Regions from separate parts of the Mus musculus genome. Here region 2 is linked to region 1. Evidence: chromatin contacts called from public Hi-C data. All regions are on one chromosome and are shown on one strand. Each heading gives the region's core, a stretch centred on a gene start, on an enhancer-like site or on the middle of the called end of the contact. The rest is flanking DNA. Distances are from core to core; before and after follow the strand shown. Region 1 holds the start of Pla2g1b (phospholipase A2, group IB, pancreas). Region 2 overlaps Pxn (paxillin).

Region 1 (7,820 bases), core at 5,108-7,607:
TTTCCCGAATAGATGTTTAGTTCAGTGTTTGGCATATAAGCAATGATACAGCTTCCACGTGTTTAGAAAATACAAAATCAGTATATAACATAGCAGTTAAGGGGAGAAGCTTTGGGGAGGCAAGGTGGCTCAGGGAACAAAGGGGCTTGGTGCTAAGTCTGAGCCTGGGTCCCATTCCCGGGCCTCACATGGTGGAAGGAAAGAACTGACTCCCGAAAGCTGTGCACGTGTGTAATGCCATACACATGCCTCCCGTAAATACATAAAATCTGTCAAATGTGGGCACACTAAATGGTGACTGTCCCTGTCCCTCCCTCCCCCTTCCAAACCCGCCAGAGGCCAGGTAGAGAGTCCCGAGGTCTCAGAAGGTAACCCTACCGCTGCAGGTGATCTCGCTCCCGGAGCATGAGTAGGAGTAAGTGTTGGTGTAGGGGTTGTCTATGAGGAATTTACAGCTTTCCAGCTTCTTGGCCTGACTGTAGCAGTGGTCATGAGTCTGGCAGCACCTGGAGAGAGGAAGAAATGGCTGAAGGTGGGGTAGTGCACCCACCGGAGGTCGGTTCTCAGCTTGCAGTCTTTCTCAAGCAAGCGAGGCTGATTTAAGCACCAATGTTCCAGAAGCAATGGCTGGAGAATGACTCGAGATTCTGTGATCGCTATTAGCATATATTTATTGAAAGCTACTTTTTCCAGGTGTGGTGGCCCCCGCCTTTATTCAATCCCAGTACTTGAGGGTTGGGCATTTAGCTCAGTGGTAGAGTGCTTGCCTAGCAAGAACAAGGCTGTGGGTTCGGTCCTCAGCTCTGGAAAAAAAAAAAAGACAATCCCAGTACTTGAGGCAGAGGCAGGTGGATCTCTGAGTTTGAGATCAGCCAGGGCTATACAGCAAGACCCTGTCTCAAAAAATGACTTTTTTGTTTTGTTTTTTTGTTTTTTGTTTTCAAGACAGGGTTTCTCTGTATAGTTCTGGCTGTCCTAGAACTCATTCTGTAGACCAGGCTGGCCTCGAACTCAGAAATCCGCCTGCCTCTGTCTCCTCCTTTTTTTTTTTTTCAAAGCTGCAGGAATACAGTGAAATTACAAGTTATGAAGTTGCGATGACTTTTTTAAAGCCAAGGCTGACATGTGGATGGTTGGCAGTACCCTGCTCTGCCACTAGACGGTAGCATCGCGCACTTTACATTTCCACTTTCCACTTTCGGAGACCACTAGATTAATGGGTCCTCTAGGACCTCTTTCTTTACATAACAAGAGGTGAAAATATATGCTGAGCATTGTGATGCATGCCTTTAATTTCAGCACTCAGGAGGCAGAAGCTGGAGGATATCTGAGTTCACAGCCAGAGTTAGGCTACACAGAGAAACCCTGACTGGAAAACAAACAAACAAACAAACAAACAAATGTAAATAATGAATAACTAAACAAAAAGAATACACACGACGCTCAGGGACTGTGCATGCCTCCCCTTCCTGCCTCTCGAGACGAGATGTGATTGGCCGGTTCTCTGGCCCCACCCCCGTGCCCACGCTCCAGTCTCCCATGGGATAGACCACTCACCTGTCTAAGTCGTCCACTGGGGTGCCCCAGCCGCCCAAGCCACAGTAGCAGCCATAGTTGTTGTAATCCTTCAGGGGATCACTCCCGGGGATGGTGCACTTGATCATATTGCGGAACTGCCACACAGCCCGAGGGCTGATGCTGTGTGCAGCAGCGCCTGCTGCAAGAGTGTACAGCACATTCAAATCCACTCCGAACTGCTTTACCCGGGGTCCGAAGCCTGCCTGTTATCTTCTTTCTCGCTTCCTATCAGTTGCTGCCTCGGGAGAGCATCGGTTCCCAGAAGCCTACTAATGTGCGGATGATTGTCTCTTTTCATTATTTAGATCTTGGAGCTAAGTCGAACCTGAGCAGGAAGGTGTCTAGCCTCCAACTCAGCAGCAACCCTCCTGCCTCATCCTCCCCTTGTGCTAGGACTATAAACGAGCACCACTGGACCGGGCTGGGCTTGAACTCAGAAATCCACCTGCCTCTGCCTCCCAAGTGCTGGGATTAAAGGCATGTGCCACTGCCTGGTAATAATAAACAAATCTTAAAAAAAATAAGAAGTTTGCAGATGGAAGCCAGGACTTTGTGCTTGCTTGATTGAAACAGGGTCTCACATAACCTGGGAAAGCCTTAAACTTGCCTTGTAAGAAGATAACTTCAATTTGAACTTCTTTTTGTTGTTGTTGAATGGGGAGCCTGGGCTACGTGTTACCCTGCCTCAGGAAAAGAAGTTGGAGGAGGAGGAAGATGGAGGCAAGGATGAAAGAATGGTGTGGTGCTCAGTGCCTCCCACACGCAGGAACAGCCAACAGGAGGGCAATCAGTAAGTAAGTAGGTCTGAGCCGAAGCTGGGTCAGCGCAGGCCAGTGTGGACCAGTTCTGAGTTTGTCTCGCTGTGCCCTTCAGGGCTGTGTTCATAAATGCACAAACATCCTGGATTTCCCTCAGCCCCAGTGTCGGCCCTGCACCTCAGCCTGAGGCTTCTCCCTTCCATGGGTCTGGGACTCCACTTCATCTCTTCTTTCTCTCCACTGCCACTCCTGCCCAGGTCACCAATGGACAAGTGGCCGGAAGCACAAATAGGCTTGCCACTCTCTGAGTCACTTTCTGAGAGTTCCTGGACTGACTGAAATGTTACTATTTATTTAATCCTCTCTCTCTCTCTCTCTCTCTCTCTCTCTCTCTCTCTCTCTCTCTCTCTCTCCCCCTCTTTCTTTTTTTGAGTCTACCTATAGTCCAAGTCTTTTTTTTTTTTTTTTTTTTTTTTGGTTTTTTTGAGACAGGGTTTCTCTGTGTAGCCCTGGCTGTCCTGGAACTCACTTTGTAGACCAGGCTGGCCTCGAACTCAGAAATTCACCTGCCTCTGCCTCCCGAGAGCTGGGATTAAAGGCGTGCTCCATCACGCCCGGTTTATAGTCCAAGTCTTTTTTTTTTTTTTTTTTTTTATTAAAGATTTATTTATTATATGTAAGTACACTGTAGCTGTCTTCAGACACTCCAGAAGAGGGAGTCAGATCTCATTACAGATGGTTGTGAGCCACCATGTGGTTGCTGGGATTTGAACTCTGGACCTTCGGAAGAGCAGTCGGGTGCTCTTACCCACTGAGCCATCTCACCAGCCCCTATAGTCCAAGTCTTAAATTCTCAATCCTCCTGCTTCAGCCTCCTGAATGGCTAGAGAGATCTTGGCCTCGATGCTTCCCCATTAAAGAGGATCTTCCGGTCCACACATCCAAGCAGTGTCTCTACTGTCCCATGTTTTTTTGCTTCATAGTACTTCGGTTTGTGTTTGGACTGACATATGTGTGTGTATGTGTGCATATGTAGGTGGAGGGCAGAGGTCAACATCTGGAATCTTAACTCACTCTCTTATTCTTGACACCGAGTCTCTCAGTGAGCCCGGGGCTTGCCACTTGGCTATGGTGGCTGAGAGCTGGGGGCTTGGCTATGGTGGCTAAGCAGCAAGCCCCGGAGAGCTTCCACCTGTCTCCATCTCTGAAGTCATGGAATTGTAGGGGTGTCGCTGCTGTGCCTGGATTTTTCTGTGGGTGCTAAGGCATCCTAGCTAATGTGTTCCCACTCAGTCGGTAGGACAGGAGGTTCTCAAGAGCAGGTCTCCTGGCTTTCATTCTCCTTAAAGCCTATCACTGTGCTTAACACACGTTGTGGTGTATGTGTGTGTGATATGTATTTGTGTATGGTATGTGTGTGCCTGTGTGTGTGGTGTATGTGTGTGTATTGTGTTATGTGTTGTTTGTGTGTGTTTGTGTATGTCTGTATATGTGTGGTGTATATCTGCTTGCGTGTGTGGTGTGTGTGTCTCTTTGTGTGTATATGTGTGTGTATTGTGTTGTGTGTTGTTTGTGCATATTTGTGTGTGGTGTGTGTTTTGTGTGTGTGGTATATCTGTGTTTGTGTCTATGCAGTGAGTGTATTTGTGTTTGTGTGTGTGTGCATGTGACTCTAGATAAGCCATGAATAAAGTCAGTGAGTGAAGTATGTGCCTGGTACCTAGTAGACACTCCACAAAATTCTGTTGAATGAATGAGCAAACCTGTGCCATGACTGCGCTTGCCCAAAGCACAGGCTTTGCAGAGCAGCTCGTGGAGCAGAGGCCGTCAGCCGCTTGCACAGAGTCCTGCTGCATAAAGAGCACAGAGAACAAGGGACTTTCGGGGTCCCATCTCCTCAGTCACCATGCTGCCTTATCGTCTCACACGTTGTCCAGTTCCATCTTTTCATCTTTCTTCCATTCTCTTTTTTATCTTTTTGAGACAAGGTCTCACTCACTATACTGTCCTGGCTGGCATGAACTCACTCTGTAGACCAGGCTGGTTTTGAATTCACAGTTTCCTGCCTCTGTTTCCCTAGTGCTGGGATTGAAGGCACGCAGCAGCACCTTGCTTGGCCTCCTTTATTCATTCTTTCTGAGACAGGAGCTAACATTGTAAAAATAGGCTGGCCTTGAATTCATGACAATCCTTCTGCCTCAGCCTCTGGAGAGCTAGAATGATGAGTGTGAGCACCACAATGGGGTCTTCCTATGTAAACAAGGCTGACATCAAACTAGAAATCCTCCTGCCTCAGCCTCCTGAGCGTGGAGATCAAGGGCGCGTAAGACCCTGCCCTGCTTACTCTATTTTTGGGCTCATTCTGGCTAACCATTTGTGGGGAGACCCCAGGGACAAAGAAAGGGAGCAGCTGGCTTTTCCCACGATGTGGGTGACCCCTGTGGTGGCAGTAAGTAGGGGCTGTATCCCTAGGTGACACAGCTAGACATATGCTTTACAGAAGCTAGACACAGTCATAACTAACGCACAGAGTGTGCGCGTGTGCGCAAACACATGTGCTTTTGGAACAGGCACACGACGCTTTTATCTCTGAGGCTCAGTCTACAGCCTGATTGCAGGTCTCAATCATTGCTGGGTGAATAGAAACGACTTACGTGCCAACTACAGGTGACTCCGTGCACAGGGCCCAAATCTGTTTCTGTTCACGGAGCTGGGGATGTAATGCCTGTATGCAGATGGTGCCTGAATATGTAAATGAATCAGCTGGGCGTGGTGGCGGTGCACACCTTTAGTCCCAGCACTTGGGAGGCAGAGGCAGGCGGATTTCTGAGTTCGAGGCCAGCCTGGTCTACAAAGTGAGTTCCAGGACAGCCAGGACTATACAAAGAAACCCTATCTCGAAAACCAAAACAAAATAAAACAAAAATTGCAGACTCAAGCCAGGCACAGATGGAATCCTAACACTTCAGAGGCTGAGAGAGGAGGGTCCCAAGGCTGGGCTATACTGTGGAGAGGAGACATCTTGAGCCATATAGCAAGGTCATATCAATAAAATAATAATGATTACTATTGATGGTGATGATGATAAGGGGGTCGGTTGGAGAGATGGCTCAGAAGTCATGAACACTTTCGTTCCTTCCATGGGATTCAGGTCTGGTTCTAGCACCCATATGGCAGGCAGCTCATAGTTATTTACAACTCCAGTGCTACAGGATCTGACCCTTCTTCTGGTCTCTGCAGGCACTGCTCACACAATATATACCATATGTGCAGGCAAAACGCTCAGACACATAATGATATATATATATATATATATCAGGACAGCCAGGACTATACAAAGAAACCCTATCTATATCTATATATAGAGAGAGAGGGTTTCTCTGTGTAGCTCTGACTGTCCTGAAACTTGCTTTGTAGACAAGACTGGCCTCGAACTTACAGAGATCTGCTGGCCTCTGCCTTCTGAGAGCTGGGATTAAAGACATTAGTACTACTTGGGGAAAAAAATTTTTTTTTAAAGAAAAAGAAAAGGAAAAGTTGTTAGGGCACTGGCAAGGCCAAGGAAAGTGGTGCCAGGGCAAGAAGACATCAGAGGCAGAAGGGGGCTTCCTTTGCTTGGGTAGGCAAATGAGGGAGCATTTTCTAAGGGGTCATCTGAGTTCAGACCCAGAGGTCGAAAAGCACCAGCTGTCCTGAACACTGGGGTGAAGAGGAGACCCCAACCCAGAGGCTATTAGACCCTAAGGAGAATGCCAAACAATTCCAGCGTGACCAGTGGGAGGGAGGCATTGGAGAAGAGGGAGACCGTAAGGTGCTCAGAGAGAGGCGACAGAGGGGCCTACCTGTGAGCAGAGCAGCCAGCAGAAGGAGTTTCATCTTCAGAAGGAGTGAGGGGAGAACTCCAGTGACTTCCCTCTTTTATACATGGGGCCCCACGCTCCCAAGATAAGGCTGTTTGCTTTGCTCTTAGCCACTCTGGGCTGGCCTTGGTCTATCGGGGGAACAACACAGAGGGATTTGCCTGTAAGAGAAAATAATGCCACAGATTTGCGCCTGGCACTTCCTCCCCAAGGGGATGGTTTCCAGATCTTGGAATCCTTTACTACTCCCCCTAACCCCATTATGACAAGTCTCAGGTTGCCCTGGAACTCATGGGACATCTTTGAACTCCTCTTTACTTTATTAATTTTTTTTTTGAGACAAGGTTTCTAGCCCAGGCTGGCCTCAATCTTGCTGTGTAGCTGAGGATAGCCTTAAATTTTTTTTTTTTTAGATTTAAAAAAAAATATATTTTTAAAAATGCACTCATTTACGTATGAGTGCTCTGTCCGCAGGTACACCTGTAGTCCAGAAGAGGGCATCAGATCCCTTTTACAGACAGTCATGAGCCACCTTGTAGTTGCTGGGAATTGAACTCAGACCTCTGAAAGAACAGACTGCCTGTTGTAGAAATTACTTTAAATCTCAGCCCGAGGTTTCTTTCTTTCTTTTAGATATTTATTTACTTATTTTTATGTATATGAGTACACTGTAGCTGTACAGATGGTTGTGAGCCTTCATGTGGTTGTTGGGAATTGAATTTTAGGACCTCTGCTCGCTCTGGTCGGCCTCGCTTGCTCTGGCCCAAAGATTTATTTATTATATTATAATAAGTCCACTGTTGCTGTCTTCAGACACCAACATCAGATCTTATTATGGGTGGTTGTGAGCCACCATGTGGTTGCTGGGATTCGAACTCAGTTCGTTCGGGAGTGCAGTTGGTGCTCTTACCCGCTGAGCCATCTCGCCAGCCCCAGGCCCAAGGTTTCTACCCCACCTTAGACCATTTAGACTCCGGAACACACACAACAATAAGCTTCAAGCAGCATAGTTGCTGGGCAGCTGCCTACCCTCTGGGCTATTAGAATCTACCTTCCTATCGATAACCCCGAGTTATTACTTACTATATTTCATCTGGACTGCTCTTATCTCCAATTGGTCAGCCCACGTGGTGACGTTTTCCCTTTTTCCTAACCAAAGATGGCCTCTCCTTCCTCTTCTCCTCTCCTTCTTCTCTGACCCCAAGAGTGGGAAACCTAAACACCTAAACCCCACGTATGTCTCTTCTGCCCAGCTATTGGCTGTCTGCATCTTTATTTACCAATCAGAAATAAGTTGGGGCAGGGTCAGAGGTATTGGGGGCTCGCACTTTGCATTACAATAGACGGGCAAAGATGAAAACCTCAGCACAGCCAGCGCTCTTAAGCGCGATCTATCTCACTAGCTCCCTTGTGTGTGCATGTGAGAGTGCAGACGCCACACAGACCAGAAGAGGGAGTCAGTTACAGGGGTTCTGAGCCACCGACGTGAATGCTGGGAATGGAACTTGGTGCTCTGCCACAGCGGTATGATCTTAACCTGAAGCCTGACCCTGAGCTTCTGATACTCCTGCCTCCTCGCACGGCTCCTTAGCCTAGCTTCAAGGGACCTGGGGCAACTATCCTG
Region 2 (7,826 bases), core at 3,198-5,697, 69 kb before region 1:
ACCTGTGGCTTGAATAGACTTGTAGTCCCCGTGCCCCAGGGCCCCTCACTAGTTGGTACAGCAATACAGGAGGCCACCTAAACACAGCCTCTGAGGCTCTGGGTCCTGTGCTGTAGACACCTAGCCTAGCGGTCCCATCGGCCGCTGTTAAAGGCTAAAGCCCCCAAAACCCAGCAAACTCCTCCCCTGGCTTCAGTAAACACAGCCAGGATGAGGCTTCACAAAGCAGCCTCCCTACCTGCCAGGCTTCCCCAGGCTTCAGCCGTGGCTACAACCTTTCACTAGCTCTAAATATACAAGGGGTGTTAGAAACTCCTTCACCTCACGCCTCAATGGCCCCATCCTTTAGTACATACAGAGGTCAGACAAAGATCCATCACCACCTGTGTCCTTCTTCTCACAGACTAAAGGGCCCAGAGCTGGGGCACCTCAGAGTGCATCAGCATCACCCCACTAAATTGTTGGGTCCAGGCTTGACACCATTTCAACTAAAGTCCGAACCAAAAGCTTGAATCCACTAGAGGGGGAAAGCAAAAATCACGGGGGGGGGGGGGCGGGAGGGCAGGTCTGTGCAGCCCTGGGTATGGATGGCAAAACTCACAGTGCTGTGTACTGTTGAGTAAGCGTGCGGGCCTTCCGCTGCTCACCACCAGAGGGAGCCGTTGGTCTATCACCTTCCTGCTACCAGGGGTAACCTCGTGCAACCGCAGAATTTTCTTGCTGAGCTAGGGAAAGACTAGGGAGTCCCCAGGCACAGTGGGAAGTTTCAGTCTCAGAGAAGCTAGAGCCGGCGGCACAGAGCTGGCACGGAAACCAGCCTGAGTGCCAAGACCCTGGGCATGCAAATTGGGACATCTGGAGGTGCAATCTAAGGGTAGCATGAAGTTCAAGCTCCACAGACCCAGAGGGACACATTCAGTCAGCTTCCACTATCTCTTCTGCAAATGCAGGGCACAGGCACCCCATTTTATAGCTGTACCTTGCTCGGGCTACAGCTTGAGGCAATACCACCTTCAAGCCAGGAACCTGCACTGGAGCCCAGCACTCAATGGCAGGACTGTCCCATTACTGGAGGAGGAAGGGCACCCACATGTCGAGGCCAGAAGACAACGTTCGGGGAGTCAGTTCCCTCCCTGTACCATATGGCGCCCAGGGACTGGACTTGGGCTGTCAAGACTTGATAGTAAGCACCCCGGAACTCCCTTCCACCCATCCCAACCCCCACTGAAAGGACAGCCAAGGGGAGAATCGGCGAAGCCTTCCCACCCTATGCCCATGCAGAGCTCTTTCCCAAGCGGTGCCCCTTTGTTCTAGCTGTCCCCAGCCACATCTTAGGCATGTGATACAATCTGTCAAAAGGCAGAGTCCTGGCGCTGGACAGGTGCCAAGAGCGGTGAGCTCCAGGTCCAACCCAAGGTGGTTCAGGTTCTGCGGCCGGAGCTGGGGCCCCAGCCATTCCTCAGGTGGCTGGATGTTACAGCCTGCACTTGGGGATTTGCAGACAGGCTGTCTGCTCTCTGGATGAACTGCCTGGATAGGGGCCTGTGCCTCAGCTGTCTTGCCTGCCCCACGTTTCCAGGAATGTCATCATTTTAAGCTTAGGGTTCAGATCAAACAAGAAAACGGGCATCAAGTGCCTACTGGGCACCGGGATCAAATCACGGCACAGTTAGCATGTGGGAGGTGCTGAACAGGCAGGAGCTCTGTACTAGAGGACCCACAACTCTAAGGACAAAGAAATGTCATACCCAGTGCTGGGATGGCAGACAGGGCATCATTCTACCCAAAACAAGGCCTTGGAGGGAGACCCGGTTGTTCTTGGTTGTCCTTGACTGGAATTAACTAAAACCCAGGCAGGGGAACACCTGTGAGGAATTTTCCCTCAACTACGTGGTTGAAGTGGGAAACCCAGTGCTTTGGTTTTGGTTTGGTTTTTTGGTTTTTTTTTGGTTTTTCGAGACAAGGTTTCTCTGTGTAGCCCTGGCTGTCCTAGAACTCATTTTATAGACCAGGCTGGGCTTGAACTCAGAAATCCACCTGCCTCTGCCTCCCAAGTGCTGGGATTAAAGGCGTGTACCACCATGCCCAGTGAAACCCAGTTGTTTTTTTTAAAGATTTATTAATTATTATATCTAAGTACACTGTAGCTGTCTTCAGACACACCAAAAGAGGGTATCAGATCTCATTACGGATGGTTGTGAGCCACCATGTGGTTGCTGGGATTTGAACTCTGGACCTTCGGAAGAGCAGTCGGTGCTCTTAACCACTGAGCCATCTCTCCAGCCTGAAACCCAGTTTTAATCTGGACTTTTGTTTGTTTGTTTTTAAAATTTTGAACTAGTGGGCTCTGGAAGTGCTCTTAGCCACTGAGCCATCTCTCCAGTCCCTCATTCTGATCTGGGTTGGGAAGATCCACCCTGAACCCGGACTGAACCATCTGCTCACAGCCTACATAAAGGACATAAAGGACATGGAAGAAGGAAGTTCGTTTTCTCTTTCTCTCTCTCTCTCTCTCTCTCTCTCTCTCTCTCTCTCTCTCTCTCTCTCTCTCCCTCTCCCTCTCCCTCTCCCTCTGGCAAGTCCATTCCTTAGAGCCTACTTCTTGGGGATTCTGGTGTGTAGAGGACACAAGGCCCTTGTGCTCACAGATAAGAATCAGGGAAACCAGGGATGACAAGCACACAGGTTTGTCTCTTTAAGGGAAGGGATGTGTACCTGTCTTCCACCCAGAAGGCTGAGAGTGGGTGTGGTTAATATCCTGGTGATCTGTGGGGCCAGCACATACCCCAGGCCCCTAGACCATTATGCCTATCCCAGACTCTTCCTCCCTAGACCTTTATCTTGAACACGGTTTCTCAGTCAATCAAGCCCATCCCTAGGAGAGATGTCACGTGCGTGTACTTTGTAATTTGGTGGCCTCTCCCATGACCTAGACCACACCAGATTCTCCCCTGGGCCCTTAAGCTATAGAACAGTTAGGACAGTTTCTCTGCCTGCCTAGGGTTGGCAGGGACCGCCACACTGGTGTATACCTAAGACCAGCTGAGAGGGCCAACCTTGTGGACTAAGCAACTTCTGGATTCTTAGACCTTTTGATGGTGGAGAGCCATTGGTGGACTAGCAGGTCTACATCTGTTAGTCACTCTAATAAGTATAAATATATAAGTATACTTATATATCATATATATTGAATATGTGAGTGTTCATATATCCACTGGATACGTTCTGTTCCTCTGAAGAAACCTGACCTCACCATCAGATCGCTATTTCTGAACCCACGGCTAGAACTACTGCAAGCTCTGAGCCACCTTTCTCATCCTTTCCCAGCTATGGGCTGCCCTGCCTGGGCCCTTACCACACCAGGGCCCACTGTCCACAGCTCCATGGTGAAGCAGAGAGCTGATAAGCTCATAAGTACCTGCCGTCCGGATCCAGGGGATGCTTAAACAGCTTGTCTACCCTTTTGTGCCCAAAAAGGGGTTTCAGTCCCCCGCTGGTCACCCGGGTAGCCCAGGTAGTAGCCTAAGGGCCCTTACAGCTGCTCAGACAGAGGGATGTACACACTGGGTGGGCTCAGCCTGACCAAGGGAGGAGCTATGTAAACAGCTGGAGGAGCTGGGGATGGTTCACCTCCCACCCCTTGGGTGAGACTTCTCCATTTGGAAAGAGGAAGGAACAAGAGGCAGACCCGCCCCTCCCCCTCCCATGGCTTCTGCCCAGTCCCTGTCCCCTCAAGCCGCCAGAGCCCGAGAGCAGTTAGAGCAGAGGTAACCTAACCCACAGTGGGGTGCTTCGACTCAGTGAGTAACTCCCCAGGAATGGAAAGCCGGGTATATTTATCCTGGTAACTGTCTATCCTCGGGGAAGGTGGCTGTGGCCAGCCAATACAGTTAAGCCAGATCTCTGCCCCTACCATGCCTAGGGACCTAAGGCCTCAACACTCTGTAGGAATTCAACCTTCTAGAGGGAGTTTCCCTCACAAACTGGGCTCTGTACCCTCAACAACTGTCCCCTCTTGGAGAATTAATCTCTTAGAGATGGATACCTTACTCTGTCCTGCTGAGAGAGAAAGACAGGAAAGGACGGGGGCAATCAGCGTACAGGAGGAACTGGGCTGCCTGGCCAGGGTCCTAGCAAGGAACATGGACTAGGTCTTGAGCTGCCCCCATTGCTGAGCAGGCTCCAAGGAGGAAACAGGATTAGATGAGATTTATATAGCAACTGAGCTCTTCAAGACTTTGCCTCACTCCAAGGCACTGCTATGATCTGAACCCGGGACGGGAGCTATTCTCCCCAAGGGGCAGGAGAGCCTTGGTGGTGCCATCTGACTATTTAACAGCCATGCCTGCAGGCTGTGAAGACTCACCCGCCCAGCTTCCCTAGCTGACTCAAGCCTTGCTCAACCAGGAGCTGCCCTGAAGGAAGTGTGGGCTAGGTGACAAACAGGAAACCAGGGGGAAAGGTCTAGAGGTTTCCAGCCATCAGCAGACAGGGGCCGTCACCGGGTACAGCTGTCTCTTCCCAGCTCCCGTGTGCCAGAGGCTGATTTCCGGTTCTTGGCTGAGCCCTGCCTGCCAGAGGCTCATGCAACCCCGAAACCTAGAGTGTGCAGGCAGCCAAGGGCACGAGGCACAGGTGAGAGGAGACATAAGAAAATATAGGCTGCAGGGCTTCTGTGAGGTCACTCTGAGATCCAACTTTACCAGGGCCCCTATGAAGCAGGTAGGTATACACACACACACACACCACACCACACACCCCAGACTGCAGCTGTCTTGGTCTCCAACCCCGGGTCTGTATGTGCCCGGAGCCAGATCCAGCCACACCCCCAGGTGAGGGAGCAGCAGCATTAAGAACTCATCCTGAGAGCCCCTCCCCCACCGCCCCGGCACGCCGCCGGGGACACACTTCTTGGGTCAGATCTTAGCGACCTCTTCAACTAACCCATAGGCTCCATCTCCCCACCCCACACCGCCATGGTTTCTCTGTGTAGCCCTGGTGCTTGCTCTCACTCTGCAGACCAGGCTGTCTGACCTCAACTCAGATCCGCCAGCCTCTGCCTCCCGGATCAAAGGTGTGCGCTGCAGACTGGCGCCCAGGGGATTCCTGTTCTGGAAATGTCCCTGGTCTGTTCCAGCTCGGCTCCAGGCCCTTCCTGCAATCTGGGCTCTTCCAAGCACATGAGTCTACAGGCGGGCGGGCGGCTCCCCCTGCTAATCACCAACAGAGGTTAGGAGGGGCTCCACTCTGAGTCATCTCTGGCCCCACAGAGACCTGAACAAAAAGTTCAAAAGTTTGCCTGTTTCTGGGATGAGCTGTGATCTGTCCACCGCGTTTATGGACGCAGAGACACCAGTTTCTCTGCTCTTTCTTTACTCGTCAGATGCTGACTGGCGAACGCAGCCCAAAAGGCTTCCCCACTGGCCAAGCCGCCTGCTTCTGTTCACCTGGCTACCCCCCTCCTCTGGTTCCCACGTATAACTGTCCCCGCTGGGCCTCTCCCTGTCACAGTCACACTTTCTTTTTTATCATCTGCAGCCAACAATACGGTCTAGCATCAGAAACCAGGCTCGGTCCCTTCTCAGTCTCCGTCACCTCCCTGGGTTCTGCTAAGCCTACTTCCAGTAGACAAAATGGTTTGAACTTCCTGAACTACACACACACTCACATGCACACACACACACACACACACACTTTTTATTTTGAAGCTATGGCTCCTTACACAGATCAGGTTGGCTCTGAGCCTTGGCTCGGCTGGGCTCCATGCTTCACTTTGGGTGCCTACCTCTTTTGTGTGGGTCCACACTTCCCCCTCACCCCTCCCCAGACTCGGGCTCTCGGTATAGGAACTTCCTTCCACCCTTTCTGGCCTCTCACTGAAGGGCTGGAGTTAATGTGTGATGGAGACAGACCGGAGACACAATATAGTCCTGGCTTGCAAGTCCTCCGCGCTCGGAATGGTGTGGTGCGCATATGGCCCATGCGCACCTCCCGTGTATGTGATGATTTGATTTGGCTTCCATCTTGAGACAGTTCACTGTATTCCTCAGGCTGCCGTCAACTTTCAGTACGGACTCAGCGTCCTCAATCGCTGGGATTACAAGCATGAACCACCACGCCCAGTAGACTTATATACTGTTTTGTTTTACATTTTTTTTAAGGGTTGTAGACATGGCTCAGTAGTTAAGAGTGTGCCCTGCTTTTGCAGAGGACCCGGGTTCAGTTCCCAGCACCCATGTGAGCATCAATCCCAAGGGACCTGAGTCCCTCTTCTGGCTTCCTCTGGCACCATGCACGCATATAGTGCACATACATATGTGTATGCAAAAGAGTCACACATATAAAATACATCTTTTTAAAATCATTTACTCCCTTTTATATCTGTGTATATGTGCATGCGCACACGCACACATACAAGTCAGAAGACAACTATGGAGTCGCTTCTCTCTTCTCACCATGTGGGTGACAGGTAAGTTAGGTATCCAGGCTTGGTCACAGCATGTGTGCGTGCATGCGTGCGTGCCTGCAGAGCCCATCTCGGGCTTCAGATGCAGTTGAGGGTGGTTGGAAGCTGTCAAGGGAGGATCCTGAGAACCAAATTCAGGTTCTCTGCAAGTAGATGTGATTTTAAAAATATTTCTTTTCTTCTTTTCCCCCAGTGCAGGACTTAGGACCTCATGCAACACAAGACAGACAGCACTGAGCTGTGTTTTCTGGCTCCAAATATTTCTCAAGTATAAGGCCACAGATATAGAGGACAAACACTCCCACCAATGCTGTCTTTGCCCAACTCCAGGGGACAGAACCCCTGGCGTTGACACTCCATCTTTGAGCCTCTTAGAAAGTAAAGCCAAAGGGCCCTCACTCCCTGCTTTGGCCTTGACCACAACTTTCCTCTTTAGCAGGACTGGGACCCGCCCACCCCCACCTCACCCTTTTTCCAGCCTTGGTGTCTCTCTCTACAAACAATAGCAAATGCGGTCCAAACCTCTCCCTCCTTCGTCTTCCTGTTACCTGGATGTTCATACCTGCAGGAGACAAAGGAAGACAGGAGCCCAGGAAACCTTAAGGAAAACCCAGAAGCCCCCTGGGGACCAAGTTAACACAGAAGCTAGAAGTCAAAATCACTGCTTGGAATCAAACTAGCAAGGCTGGGTTCTGGAGGCAATGAGACTGCAGTCAGACAGACAGACACAGACAGACAGAGAGAGGCTGCGGAGAGTCCTTTGCACACACTTGGGGCCTTCAGTGCACAGTATCACGCAGCACCACAAGGCCCCCACTGTCCACACATAAAGCCACGCTGTATGTGTCGTAGGTGTCGCAGATTGGGCTGCTCTGGTGTCACGTGACTCTCCATACACCCTCTGGTAACCCCGCCCCGGGCACTGTGCCCCAGCAGAGATAACAGCCTACCCAGTAGAAACGCAGGACTCTGGATCCACTGCTCATAGCCTGGGGAAAATTTACTAGACAGTTAGGAGCTTCCGCTCACCAACTCCGTCCCTCACAGAGCTCACTGTGAGTAACAGCTGGGAAGTGTGGGGAAAGTCAGCATGGTGGCTGGCGGTAAAATGATGTGGGCCTCCCACTCTAGCACTGAGGCACACGGTACATAAATCTGCATCCCTGATGGTCATGTCCCCTGGAACAGCACAGGGAAGGAGCTGGAGCCAGGGACGTCAGCCAGGGAGCCTGGGAGCTGTGGCAGGTCGTCACTAACTGGGGCCTTCTTGCTGAGCACACCACTGACCTCACCCGTTTATGCCTGGGGTTCGTTCCAAGTCCTCCTTGGAGAATGTCAGCTGAGCCCAGCAGCCTCCAGC

The links. Hi-C and Micro-C count contacts between places; a contact is called where the count stands out from the background.
Region 2: a Hi-C map of rod photoreceptor shows a contact between it and region 1, with 4 times the contacts expected there. The contact joins the enhancer-like site here to the promoter of Pla2g1b in region 1. A contact is called at or near these places in 1 of 15 datasets of contacts at CTCF or cohesin (embryonic stem cells), 8 of 484 Hi-C or Micro-C datasets (CD8 T cells, the HL-1 cell line, cortical neurons and 5 more), 3 of 115 datasets of contacts at active chromatin or transcription factors (embryonic limb bud and embryonic stem cells) and 3 of 9 other capture datasets (adipose tissue, liver and pancreatic islet).

What each region holds. Positions count from the first base shown.
Region 1 is chr5:115,464,679-115,472,498 of GRCm38.p6, reverse strand. Pla2g1b (phospholipase A2, group IB, pancreas) reads right to left here and starts at 6,357. Exons shown (of 4, transcript NM_011107.2): 1 at 6,179-6,357; 2 at 1,558-1,717; 3 at 379-506. The coding sequence starts at 6,212.
Region 2 is chr5:115,531,707-115,539,532 of GRCm38.p6, reverse strand. All of the region lies in intron 1 of Pxn (paxillin), which reads right to left. Among named protein-coding and RNA genes, the nearest start is that of Rplp0, 24 kb to the left of the region's middle. Within about 2 kb of position 4,447, at least 187 of the 459 cell types and tissues checked have an H3K27ac peak or open chromatin away from gene starts, as enhancers often do. A contact at or near this core is called in CD8 T cells, the HL-1 cell line, adipose tissue and 2 more, where this site is marked.